2 separate regions of the Anas platyrhynchos genome follow, and region 1 is linked to region 2. The links are chromatin contacts, called in public Hi-C maps. All regions are on one chromosome and are shown on one strand. Each heading gives the region's core, a stretch centred on a gene start, on an enhancer-like site or on the middle of the called end of the contact. The rest is flanking DNA. Distances are from core to core; before and after follow the strand shown.

Region 1 (6,288 bases), core at 2,285-4,784, 80 kb before region 2:
AATTTCTGAATATAATTAAAGCTTAAATATTAGTTATGTAGCCATTTTCTTCAAAAGTCCTTTGTGTTTTATCTAACATTCTTCATAAATAGCATTAAAGTTTTAACATTTATGTATTACACTATTTCTCAGAGTTAATAAGCCTCTGAAAGGGAGGTTTCCATTTGACTAGCTGTTGAGAATTTGCTATTTAAAACCATGTATTAGTATGCCAGTTTGGAAGTTGCTACTAGCCATGTTACATTTTGCTTATGTCCTCAGATCTTACAGAGAACTCAACTGTTGCTGTTCTTTCCTAGTGGCAGGTATCAATCTCAATAAAATACCGTACAAGCTTATTTTCCAAATCAAAATGACTAATACAGATTAATTTTCCTGAGAGAAAAGTCCAAGCATCTGCTGATCAAAGAATACTCCCAGAATGATCCACTCTGCTTAGTAAAATCAAATTAGAGGTTTCATTGTTACAGATGACTTTTTTCCCCCCATGCATCTCTAAGTAGCTAAAGAGGGTTTCTATGAGTCTCATCCAGCCCTGCAATGTAACAGCTAAGAAAAAAACAAAACAGAAAACAGAAGCAAGCAGGTAACATTTCTCTCAGAAGATATCGACAAAAACAAACCCATTTAGGCTTAAAACGGACAGGTCTGAAGCTTTAATTTTATCTTTTCTTGCTCTCCTGTCTCCAAGAAGGCATCATAAACTCAGGTTGGCTCCTACTAAACAGAACAATCACATCAAGTATTTTCTCCCCTTCTTCATTTCTTAGGCCCTCTAAACATCTACAGCAGGACAAATTTCTCATCTCCCCTCCTTCATATTGCAAGATGGCATTAAACCATTCGTAAGACTTCATTTTGAAATGACAAACGTGAACGAGCATAAGAATCCTGCAGCAAGAGTGACAAACAGAGAAGAAACCCTAGGCAGACACTCAAGTGGCAGGCTTACTGACGTCTGAAAAAGAAGTCCCACCAGATTTTGCACTTGTTGGTCATTGTGTTAATCCATGTACATAATCTAAGATTGAAGAAGTTCTTGGACTTCAAGAAGTGAATTGACTACCAGAGAACACAAGTTTTCTTCCTTTTTTTTTTTTTATTAAACTTAAAGCTTTTTAAACTTAAGCAACAATCAAGTCAGAGTCAAGCAGTTTCCCATGTTATGACAAGACCACCAGAGCTGGAGCCTAAACTGATCTAATGCTCTCAAATCTCTCCTCTGCAAACTCAGAAGATAAAGTACTAAAGGGCAGAGTAACAAGAACAATCCTTTACTACACATAGACAAAAAAAATTGATTTCAAGCTTCATAGCTGTTCTGAAAAGCCTTCTGCAATAGTCCAGATGACTGGACAACTAAAGCTGTGTTATCATCCGGCCTTTGCAATAGTATCTCCCGATAAAAATATTTATCCCAAACACAAGCCAGCTAAAAATTGCCCTTTCTTATGATTCTGCATAAACTGCCTCTTAATTCTTCACCTGCAGCGGATTTTCAGTGTAGCAGCCAGGTGAGCAAACTGTCATTGCCAGTCTTGACATCGGTCAGCAGATGGTGCCATAATAGTTCTAAAAATCCCCAGCACAATTCAAACACCACACTGAAAACAGCAACAATATTTCAGTGTGAAGCATAGTTCAAGTTATAGCAAGTACATGTAATTGTATGTTTTCCCACAAGTGTTAACATGACTTTTTAAAAAGATATAGGACTTCAGGACCAGACACTGAATTACTACTCTGTGATACTAAAACATTATCATATATCTAAGGACACATGAGCATGTGTGTCTAATTATATACGTATAGCCTCCACACTCATCTTCAAGATCAGAAAAGGCACAAAACAGCACCTTCCCAGTGTTATTAGGTCTATAAAAGCCAGTTTCCAAAGACATCCTGGCACATGCATGATGGCTAGCAGCCCCAGAGTTAACGGGAATGATCATCATAAGCAAAGTCACTATTCAAAAGACCAGATATTTTTGTCAGCCTTCACGTTCACATCTACGCCACCACACAGCTGAGTATCTGCAAGCATACAATGCTTCTAAATATAGTAGCCTATGTGTATTGCCAGGAAAACATTTTTTATCCCAACATAAACATTAAGCCTGTAGAACTAAGATTTGTAGCATGAGAAAAATATTCCAAGCGTGTTATCATTTCTTGCAACACACAAAATACCAAGACTCATCAGAAAAAGATTCATTACTCCTTACAGAAGATGTGAGCTTAAGAAATACTTCTGAATCTATGATATAAATATGGCATTAGAGTTATTCTGAAGACAAAAACATCAAAGATATAGATAATAAGTGAAATGTGACAGAGAAAGTTACTTCTGCCAAAAACTGAACAGTGAGTACCTGCGGTCTAGATAGACTTTCACAATAAAACTTATGTTGACAAATTTCTAGAAAACAACTTAAAGCTACCTCAAATCCTCTTCGTAAAGTCAAGAGGGAATCAGTGCATATGACTGAGGAAATCCTTCACTCAGACGGTGGTGAGGCCCTGGCACAGGCTGCCCAGAGAAGCTGTGGATGCCCCATCCTTGGAGGTGTTCAAGGCCAGGCTGGATGGGGCTTTGGGCAACCTGGTCTGGTGGGAGGTGTCCCTGCCCATGGCAGGGGGGTGGAACTAGATGGTCTTTAAGGTCCCTTCCAACCCAATTGTTTTTATGACTTCTTCAGTATCTTTTTCCAGTTAAAGCAACTCAACAGTACATATCTACTCCCTACCATTCAAGTGCTCCCAGCTTTTCATAAGGAACCTTTTGCAGAACATCATTTTTTTCTAGTGCATAAGTCATTTACTGCAATACATGTACATCTTAATAGCATTCATTTTAAAGGATAATGCAGTTTAAGGGGTATAACTCCTCAGAAAGGAAAGATGCTACTATGGAACACGCAAATGAATTTAAACACTATTTTGATAAAATTTGTCCACTGACAGCAGCTAGTGCCCTAAAAACATATAATAAAACGTTTAGAAAAGTGTTGCTTCCCAAATGGAATAAAAATCTTTGAAGACTGCATCATTTATGTCACAGCATCAATACAATATGCAAAGCTCATAACAACAGGAAAGTTTTCAATAAAACCAGAACATAACTACATTCCAAGTGCTACACAAAGCCAAATTCTGAAGCCAACATGAGAACATCTTTGGGATTAAATTTAAGCAAATATACAGCCTTTCACCTATGCTGATGTTATCCATTTCCCATGCAGAGACAACAGGAGTCTATCAATTCTGCCTTTACAATCTACGGACATTTTGATGTATCAAGGCTAAGAAGTCTCAGAAAGCAACTTAATTCAAATCAAGCAATCTCTCTGCCAGAGTACATACACACATATACAATCTGCTTATTAAGTTAGCTTTGTGCTGTTCCCCAGAGCTGAAAAAAAAAAAGTTGCAAGCTGATGAGAATCCAACACTTTTGAAAAGCTTTATTGAACAAGAATGACCCCACCCAAGCCCTGACACTGCTAGAGAAGGGCACGTTCAGTGGAAAACCAGGATTTAGTTCCAAATCTTTTCATTCCAGCAGCCAGAAAACGCACATGGGTCAAGAGACAGCTCTGTTTTCCTGTTGTCTGTCCAACAAACTAAAAGCAACAGTTTGAGAAAAAAATCTCTCCCTATCTTAGAAACCAAAGTTGCAAGTTTACAGTGGTTTTTGACCGTTCACATTAACCCCTCATGGGAACCACAATTTTAAAGATTAAAGACAGTAGTAAGCGATCATTTGTTCTGAGCAATGCTTTCTCTGCTGGCTCCATATCCTTCCTTCAACCTCATCCCATACCAAAGGGCTTTGTTTCTGTGACAGTGCAACAATTCCACTGAAGCACAGGCAGTATTTCACTTTTCCCAATTCTGATTAAAGAAAATTGAAAAAAAAATCCATTTAGGTTCTGTAAATTATTCTAGCTTGTTCTGATTTAGAGATGATTTCTCTCTAAATGCCATGACAAATTTTTAATTTTCAACTTTTATTCTTTGCATTTGCAATGAATCAGCAAGATTAAAAACAGTTTCATTTTATACATGTGACATTAAACCTACTCTTGCATAAAGTATGCTTTCAGGGCACTCACAATAACATAGTTGATCAAAGCACTTGCCAACTCAGGTTGAAAAATGATGTACTAGGACCCATGACTTCCCCTCCCACCCCCAAGCAAACTGAGAGGCCCCAGCATAATAAAGCTTCTGGATGCTGGAATCCCAGACACGCACAATTGTTTTGACAAGTATCTATTTCCTCTTTAGTGGAAGTCATATAGAGAATTATTACTATCTCACATGTTGAGGAAATATATAAAAGCACAGAAAAAAGGGAAATAGCCATAATACCAGAATTCAAGCTCAGGAAAAAGAAGTGACAAGTGACCAACCTGTGCTTTTGGTAGAATGCTACTGACAGACCTTACAAGCAGAACATTTGTGCACAACTTTCCTAAACAGATACAGCCATTGTCTTTATTTCACCAGTATGTCAAAGTTGAGTGTCAAAGTTGCAGATGTTACTGAGATCACGTTAAAAACGCCTGTTGGATTTTTATTTTTGGTTATTCAGCTTATAAGCAATAGCAGAAACCAACTGAGAACACATTAAGGCAGTCTGCTCTGCCATGTACAAGACCCGAGTTCAACGAACAAACATTTACAAAGCTTCAGGGTGTAAGCATCACTACAGAAGGGCCTTTTCTGAGGTGGCAGCATCGGTTCTATATTTCAGCTTTAACATACGCTTCAAGATTTTTTCTGTTGTCAAATATGTGCACTATAGAAATAACAGCTCTCTTTGGCAAGCCAGAAATGTGTAAAACTCTATCGGTATTGTTAAACTGAGGGAAATAAGAACTTAATAAATGACATTAAAATTATAAATGATTTTAAATAGGTGACAGGTGTAAAATTATTTAATTTCCCCCCCCCCCCCCCAAATCAGGATGCAAATTGAAATACAAAACTGATACTACCACCAATTCCTACCAATAGGAAGGAAGCAGCCAGTTTCAAATACTTGTTTTACACTTGGCATCCCTGGCAATTAACCTTAAGCAATCTTAATCCGAACTCCAAATAAATACAAAGCCTCAAACTATACAGTGAAATAATCCTAGATCTCCGCAGGTAAGCTGCAGCTCTCTGCTGGCTATGCTGTTGCCAATATGTTATTTAACTCTTGACAGACCTTCAGAGATATTGACACACATTCAAGGAAATAAACCTAGCCTATTAATAGAATAGCAAATCAAAAATAAAGACAAACAGGATAGTTTAAAATGATTCACAATCGCTGCTGCACTGAGTAAATGCTGTTCCCATATCCCCTCCCCAGCTATCCTATCTTCCTCAAACCTCAAAGTTAAGCCATCCAAGATGTCTTGTGCTGACATTTTAATTTCTATTTTGCAGCTAGCACAAGCTAGCTACTCCTGGAACAGTTATTCTCTTGAAAGATCAGGGCTGATCTGCTCAGTGTTCTTTTTCCCTGAATAGCTATAATGCACCTAAAATGATATATTTAAGTGGGACTCTGCAAGCTTTCTCTTAGATGCTTGTATTGACTGCAGTATATAACAAAGTATTGAAAATACAGATAATACTGCTCTTCAGGAAAGCATGTATCTACTGCTCCTGGGGGAACATAATGTTTCCAACCCCAAGCAACAAAAACCAGTGAAGGAAAGAAAGAGAAATACCTCTTAGCTGAGCAAATAAAATTGGCAGCCAAAACTTTATCGTTCCCATAGGCTCTTTTGAATGCTGGTATTTGATTAGCGGAGTGAAAATATCAGCAGTTTTGTAAAAGGTTCCCACTTCTTGTGGCAACTGCTTCACCATTAACAATATTTCAACTACTGCAATGTCTCTGGGCTACATAAAGTAAAATGACGCTCTAAAATTCAGAAATAAGTCTAATAACACTAACAAAAACTGCAGAAGAGCTTTATGCTAATAGGGGTGGTTTTGAGCCTGGACTTTAGCACTTAACATATTTGTTAGTCATCTAAGTGCTTTAGCTGTTTTGTGCTTTTTGGAAGGACATTCACAGCATGAAAGATTATAATATAAAACAGATAACAGGATATGCAGGAAAGCCTCAAGGGAGCAGCTATTTAAACAAAGTGGCTTTTTTTTTTTTTTGAAGAGTTAGGGAAAGACGACAGATAAAAATTTAAAAGAATAATTCATTTGTGAACACCAAGGAAAGGATGGGGAGGAGTATTCAGAACTGTATTCTGAGTATTCAGACAAGGA
Region 2 (6,434 bases), core at 837-3,336:
TTGTAATATTGAATCCTTGAGGGATCTATGCTGTCACCTCTTCTGTGAGGTTACAAATCTGTTGGCTTCTTCCTCCAACACTGCTCTGAAGGGAGAGACACAGACAGCTGGAAGCAGGGAATTGAAATGAGAGCAAAGGATTCTAGATTTGCTGGGCTCCCTCTCCTCTCCACGTTCTTTTGTCTCCTGGAGTTGGCACACAAGCTTCCTCCTTCTCTGGTTGATGAGTGAACTTTGGTAGCACCTGAAAATCAGAGAGAACAATCACCAACTGTGCGAGCACTTTTTTTTTTAAGGGTTTTAAGTATGAACTTCTGAAGAAGGCAGTATGAGAGGATACCTCAAAGGCAAGTATGCCTCCTCATGACTGGAGTCACGAATTCTGTATCAAAATGAATATTGCCAAGTTCAGTATTCTCAGCAACATCCTTTGCAGCTCTCTCTGTTCAGCTGCCACCTGGGCACTTACTTATGGAGTTCTTCTCTGCCTCTCCCAGCAGAACTCCACAGTCCAGGCATGCAGGAGCTGTCTTCTAGTCAGCAGCAGCTTCCCCAGGGATTCACCCCTTTCCTGGCCAGGTGCCTACTACAGGTGTCTAGCTCAGCTATCCTCAGGTATTCTAGGTTGCATTTCTATTATATGGAATTCTTATTTTTCTCATAACTGATGTTTTCTGCTTAATATTCTGTAAGTACTTGAAGAGTTAAAACTTGAATTTTCTTTTCCTTGCATCACCAATTTTCGATACTACATTAATGGAATTAAATCAAGATCCAGACTAGCAGAAGAACCTGTGTGTAATTTCAGATGACAGTAGTCTCTCAAACAAAGGGCAACTAGTGAACTAGACATCTAAGAGTTCACAGATCCGAAAGTTTGGATGTGTTAAGTTACATAGATATCTACAGTTTTTCTGCTCTATATGCACAATAGTACTTCTGTCTGTATAGAAATGAAATGAGTTGAACGCTATTTGAAGTCCAAACACATGATAAGAATGTTCTAAACATAATACTCAGTTCAGCACAAAGCTCTTTATATGATGTTTTAGTACATACAGCTTTTGCCTTGGAAATAGAAGATCTGCATTTTAGGTTTCTCCTTCTAAGGGAATCCAGACCTACAATTTGCATGGGAATTTTCTAACTCATGGGCTGTAGGCTAGCCTTCATGAGGACACGTTACAACTGTTTTTATAAGACTGTATGAAATCAAGAATGTGAGGTTTAAAATAACATAAAGAAAACAAGCAAAAAAGAGTCATGACAGCACTCCCTTCAAGCAAAGCAGTTGTAGTCCATGCTAACAGCATGTCTTTTATCTATTTACTTTAATGTCAAATGCATTCGTAGCATACTTGGGATCTGGTATTGGAAATTAGGATACCAGCCTTCACAGTAAGTGCCTTCATTAACAGACTATAGCTTAAAGTTCCTTTTGTAACTTGTCAAATACTGTGAATCTAACCTTTTTATTATAAATATGAAAGCTATTGAATTCTAAACTAACAGTTCAGAAATTCCTGAAAAGAATTACACCAAACAAACGCTATAATGTTTACATTAGAACAGTATAGAAAACGAGAAGCACTGCTTCTGTAACCCTTGTTTGTATACACTGAGAATATACTGCCTTTTTTTTATTATTATTTTTCCAGTTTGGAGCAAAATGCATGTAAGCTCTTTTGTTATGTTTGTGGGGTAGTTGCACTGAGTGTAATTACTGTTTGGCATTGTAAGTACTATTTGGTATGGAATAAGAAGAAAATACCACTGTTGTGTTCATTGCTGTTGAATTCAGCGGAAACGTTTGTCCTTTGTGCTTTATTCTTACAAAGCAATTGTCAGTTGTTATAAAACGATAGATGGAAAAGAAAAATACAAAATATTCTCAATAGAGATGACAACAATTTTTTAAAAATAATTTAGTGTATTTAAAGATTATTAAAAAAAAAAGTAGAACTAAATCTTTAGTGACAACAGTGCTAAACTGAAAACACACTGCTCTGTTTGAGTTGACCTTTCATAGACCTCATCAACTGGAATTGGGCTGGTCAGTGAGTTCTGCAGCACACCCTACAGTATGGAAATACAAGTCTGTATTCAGCTGGGGACCAGAGCTTTCCATGGCTGTCTGTGTACCAGTTCTCAGATGTAGAAAGTCCAGAGAGGGATTTTAGGGCATGATTTAGTACTTAAAAGCCCACTGAAGTCTTTGATACTGTTTATTAGTAATATCTGTATCTGTTTTGGAATGATTTTCAGGTTTGTGTCAGTAAATAAATACAGAAACAATAATCTGTGAAATAATCTGACAGGTATAATCAGTATTAGATGGTGTTTTTAAAAAGCCTTGAAGTATAGCAGACATGGAGGGCACTTAGAACAATCTTGTCTTAAGGTGATGAAGGTGGCAGAGATAATGCTTAAAAAGAAACACCTTTGCCAAGGAACAAGTAATAGCATTGTTGCTGAAAGTGATCATACAGGAGCTAAAATACTTCCAGTTTGTAGCTTAAAGTCGTAAGAAAAAACACAGGAGAACTATATCAATCAGAGATGCTTTCTTAACCTGGTCTTGATTTCAATTAACTGTATGGTTCCCATCAAGACTCTGTCTTGTTAAACATAATGGAAAAGTGAGTAGAGCTGTTTGTATGTGTACAGGCTTAAAAAATAGATTTCAGAAATTATGGTGATGGCTTTCATCCAGTTGCTGTAGAGAGAATAAAATAAACTCTCAAAATTTTTTTAACCTGTTACTGCCATCTAGCGTTGATAAAGTCAACATTAGTTTAGTGAGCTGTTCAAATTTAGTTTCACTGAGTAGAACTAAAAACTTGGAGCATGCAAGAGAATTTTAGAAGACGCTAAGAATATATATACATTTTTTTTCTCATGAATCATTTCAAAACAAGTACATGTACTTAATGGGGCTAATTAAAATGATTATTAACAGGTTACCAGGCTTGCTACAGTTTCTTAAGTTACATGTATATTATATGTGCGCCCTACTTCTCCCTTAAAGAAAGTAAGCATTAATTTAGATAGTATGTCTTTTCCTGATAGCTCTCAATGAGCTTAATAGTAATTTCCATCTAATTCCATCTAATTTTATCATTATATATATATATATTACATATAAAATGTCACTAACCTCTGTTTACAGTAATAAGTAATATTCTGTAGCAGGTTTGAATGAAGTAGCATCTTAGAGTGTCCCATTGCAATGTCAGGAGAAGAACAAAAGGAGGCTACTTTCAGAATGGAAAACCAAATGCTTCTGAATTAGAGTCTTACTTAAATGGGATGCACAGAGTAATAGAAATATTGTCATCTTATTATCTAGTCACATTGAGAATTGAGATAAATTCTTTCAAGGAATTGTACTTGCTGCTAAGTCTGCCTTGTAGTTTCCATGTTTTTACAACAGGGCATATGAACCAGTTTACCATTATAAAATGATGAGAATAGTACTGACTGCATTGATAGGGAGTAGTGCAAAAGTACCTGAGTAGCTAATAAATCAATACTAATAGAGCTTTCTGAGACTTATGTATAGAAGAATTAATAGAAATGTAAACATTAATATTTGACTTTCACACAGATGTTTTCTTTCTTCTTGACAGAGCAGTTGATGCTCTTTCAGACAGCAAGGATTTTGTAGAAGATCTCCTAAAAGGAAAAACTGTGGACTTGTCTTTTCAAGGAATTGATCATTTCAAAAATGAAGTTGGATTTGTGAAGTTGACAGAAAATGATCATACAGCTGTACTTACAGAAATAGCAGGTAAAAAAAGTTATTTCTTACACATTGTGAAGACAGGCTCAGAGAGTTGGGGTTGCTCAGCCTAAAGATGAAAAGGCCCAGGGGAGACATTACAGTGGCCTTCCAGTGCCTAAAGGGGGCCTACAGGAGGGACTCTTTGTCAGGGATTGTAATGGTAGGACAAGGAGTAATGTCTTTAAACTAAAAAGGATAGATTTAGATTAGATATTAGGAAGAAATTCTTTACTCTGAGGGTGGTACAAAGTGTGAGAACAGGTCATCCAGAGAAGCTGTGGCTTCCCCATCCCTGGAAGTGCTCAAGGCCAGGCTGGATGGGGCTTTGGGCAACCTGGTCTAGTGGAAGGTGTCCCTGCCCATGGGAGGGGAATCAGAACTGAGTGGTCTTTAAGGTCCCTTCCAACCCAAACCAGACTGTGATTCTATGATTCTGTGATGTATTTGCACCTGCATGTGCACTAACTCTCAGTTCTGTCTTAGCAGTGGAGCTAAGGCTGCTTCATTTGCCAGTCAGGTAAAATGCATCCAAAATGTAGTTCTCAAGTCAGTAGGAATATATAAATTAAAAGGCATATAAATATCAGCTGAGTAACAGTAGACAGTATTTAGATCAAACCAAGGTCCAGTGGAGTTTTTTTATCTGTGTACAAGGCTGTACTTAAATTATGTTGTTTACAGATATTAAAGAAAAATTATCAGTAAACAGTACTGTCTGTAATTCACCAGTGTCCTTTAAAACTATCCCAGTAATTCCAGCTATTCTTTGAAAAGAGTCTTTTAAAGAGTTTTTCAGTATTGATGAATCATCTTTTGTGTTCTGTGGAATGTGAGGTCACACCATTTTTTAATAGTGCAATAACCCATATCAGGCATTTTGCGGAACAGCAAAGACTACTGTTGTCACGCTACATCTTATGCAGTCCAGTACAGAGAAAAAATGGAGAAAGTCTTCGTTAATACACTGCTTTATCTAGCAGTTCACTAGGTTAATTTCTGACGTGCATTTCCATAATGTTTAGTATTTTTTAACTTACATTTTGCAGAGAGTTTGAAGAGAGGAGTGTGAGAGAGCTTTCCAGCTTACTAAATTGCTTATGTTGTTATTGGGCGATGCCTTCTTACTTTAAGCAATGTTTGACAGAGAAGTATTTTTAATATTTATTATAGTAGGAATTGAGCAGTACTTACAGTTCCAGAGAGGCTTTGGTTGTCAAATAATACCATAATTATTTTAGGGATTTAATGTACCAAGTATTTTTTCAGTCATTTGGAAGATACGCTTCCTCATCCTTGTCTTTGAGTTTGTCTTTACCTTTCTTTTAAAGGTGACAGAACACTGTGTGTACGCTGCTTTTTGAACAGTGAGAGTTCACGTAGAAGCTGAGTTCCCTTTCAGTACCTCTTATGAAAGGAGATGAATGGTTTCTGTTAGTCACTGACTTTTGATTTTAGGGAATTTATAGTGAATTATTAATAATTCTAAAATAACTGAAGTTGCTGGACTCAGACAGCTAAACATCTGGCTACAGGAAATAAAGACATTGTTCTAAGTGATTTACTATATATTATAGCCTAGTTAAACAGATTTTTATCAGAATATTTGGTAGAAGATGAGGTCAGATTTCAACTTCAACATTGAAAATTTTTCAGATTTTCAATGTTGAAGGTCCTTCCCAGTGGATGAACTCATGGTACAGTCAAATTCAGCAAACCTATATTTTCTTAGTAAAGTATAACTATTGGTACTCATTGGTGAACTTCCTTTGCTTATATTAGAACTACAGCTGTATCTTACTGTTTTCATTTAACATTGCTCTTTAGTAAAAATGTTTCTTATTTCAGTGCTTACTTTTGACAACTGAATGAAGTGTTTCTTGCCTTAGGACTGTCTTTTAGTTTGTTGGCCTATACAGTGACATATGTTTCATCCAGATTTAATTCTGAAACAGGGTAAGGAGCTGAACATTACCAGAAGACAATGGTAAAATGGCTGAAAGTGTTAAATGGATATGACTTACCATATTCTTTCCTAACACTTCTTTACTGGCTGACAGAACTGTAACTTCTCAATTGCTGCTGATTCCAGAATCTCTTTTGATGCTTTCTTGGAAGTGCTGGTATTATTTCATAACAGGTGGACTATATTTTGTGAAAGCAATTTCAGCTTTATGTTGATACTTAAGCCAGGAAAAAGTTTTCAGGTTTATAATCACTGGATATCAAAGATTATACAAGTTTCAAAAGCTTTCAAAAAGCTTTCAAAAGTCATGTTAAATTAGTGGAAAGACCAGTAGAAGGAAAATGGACACACTAAATGTTCTCAGTCTATGTCTTCATTAAGACTGAATTGCAAAGACTTTTAATATAAGTAACCTGGTTAAATAAAAAAATTGTTAATACACTTATATCACAGAATCATCTAGGTTGGAAGAAACCTCCAAGATCACCTAGTCCAATCTCTGACCTAACAGTGAGCAGCCCACCACTAAACCATATCACTAAGTTCTGCGTCTAAATGTCTTTTAAAGAAGACCTCCAGGGGTGGTGACTGAACCACTTCCCTGGGCAAAGGGAAACATCCCCATAGGTTCTGCTGAGGCTTGAACTCAGATCACTGGATTCAAAGTCCAGAGTGCTGCCCATTACA

Evidence for each region. Hi-C and Micro-C count contacts between places; a contact is called where the count stands out from the background.
Region 1: a Hi-C map of subcutaneous adipose tissue shows a contact between it and region 2, with 4 times the contacts expected there. The contact joins two enhancer-like sites. A contact is called at or near these places in 3 of 8 Hi-C or Micro-C datasets (liver, skeletal muscle and subcutaneous adipose tissue).

The regions. Positions count from the first base shown.
Region 1 is chr3:63,279,622-63,285,909 of IASCAAS_PekinDuck_T2T, reverse strand. All of the region lies in intron 3 of EPB41L2 (erythrocyte membrane protein band 4.1 like 2), which reads right to left. Among named protein-coding and RNA genes, the nearest start is that of EPB41L2, 41 kb to the right of the region's middle. Within about 2 kb of position 3,534, at least 1 of the 8 cell types and tissues checked has an H3K27ac peak or open chromatin away from gene starts, as enhancers often do. A contact at or near this core is called in subcutaneous adipose tissue, where this site is marked.
Region 2 is chr3:63,198,138-63,204,571 of IASCAAS_PekinDuck_T2T, reverse strand. It overlaps AKAP7 (A-kinase anchoring protein 7), which reads left to right. Exons shown (of 8, transcript XM_072036004.1): 5 at 3,630-3,790. TRNAQ-UUG (transfer RNA glutamine (anticodon UUG)) reads right to left here; the gene lies at 6,373-6,434. Among named protein-coding and RNA genes, the nearest start is that of TRNAQ-UUG, 3.2 kb to the right of the region's middle. Within about 2 kb of position 2,086, at least 1 of the 8 cell types and tissues checked has an H3K27ac peak or open chromatin away from gene starts, as enhancers often do. A contact at or near this core is called in subcutaneous adipose tissue, where this site is marked.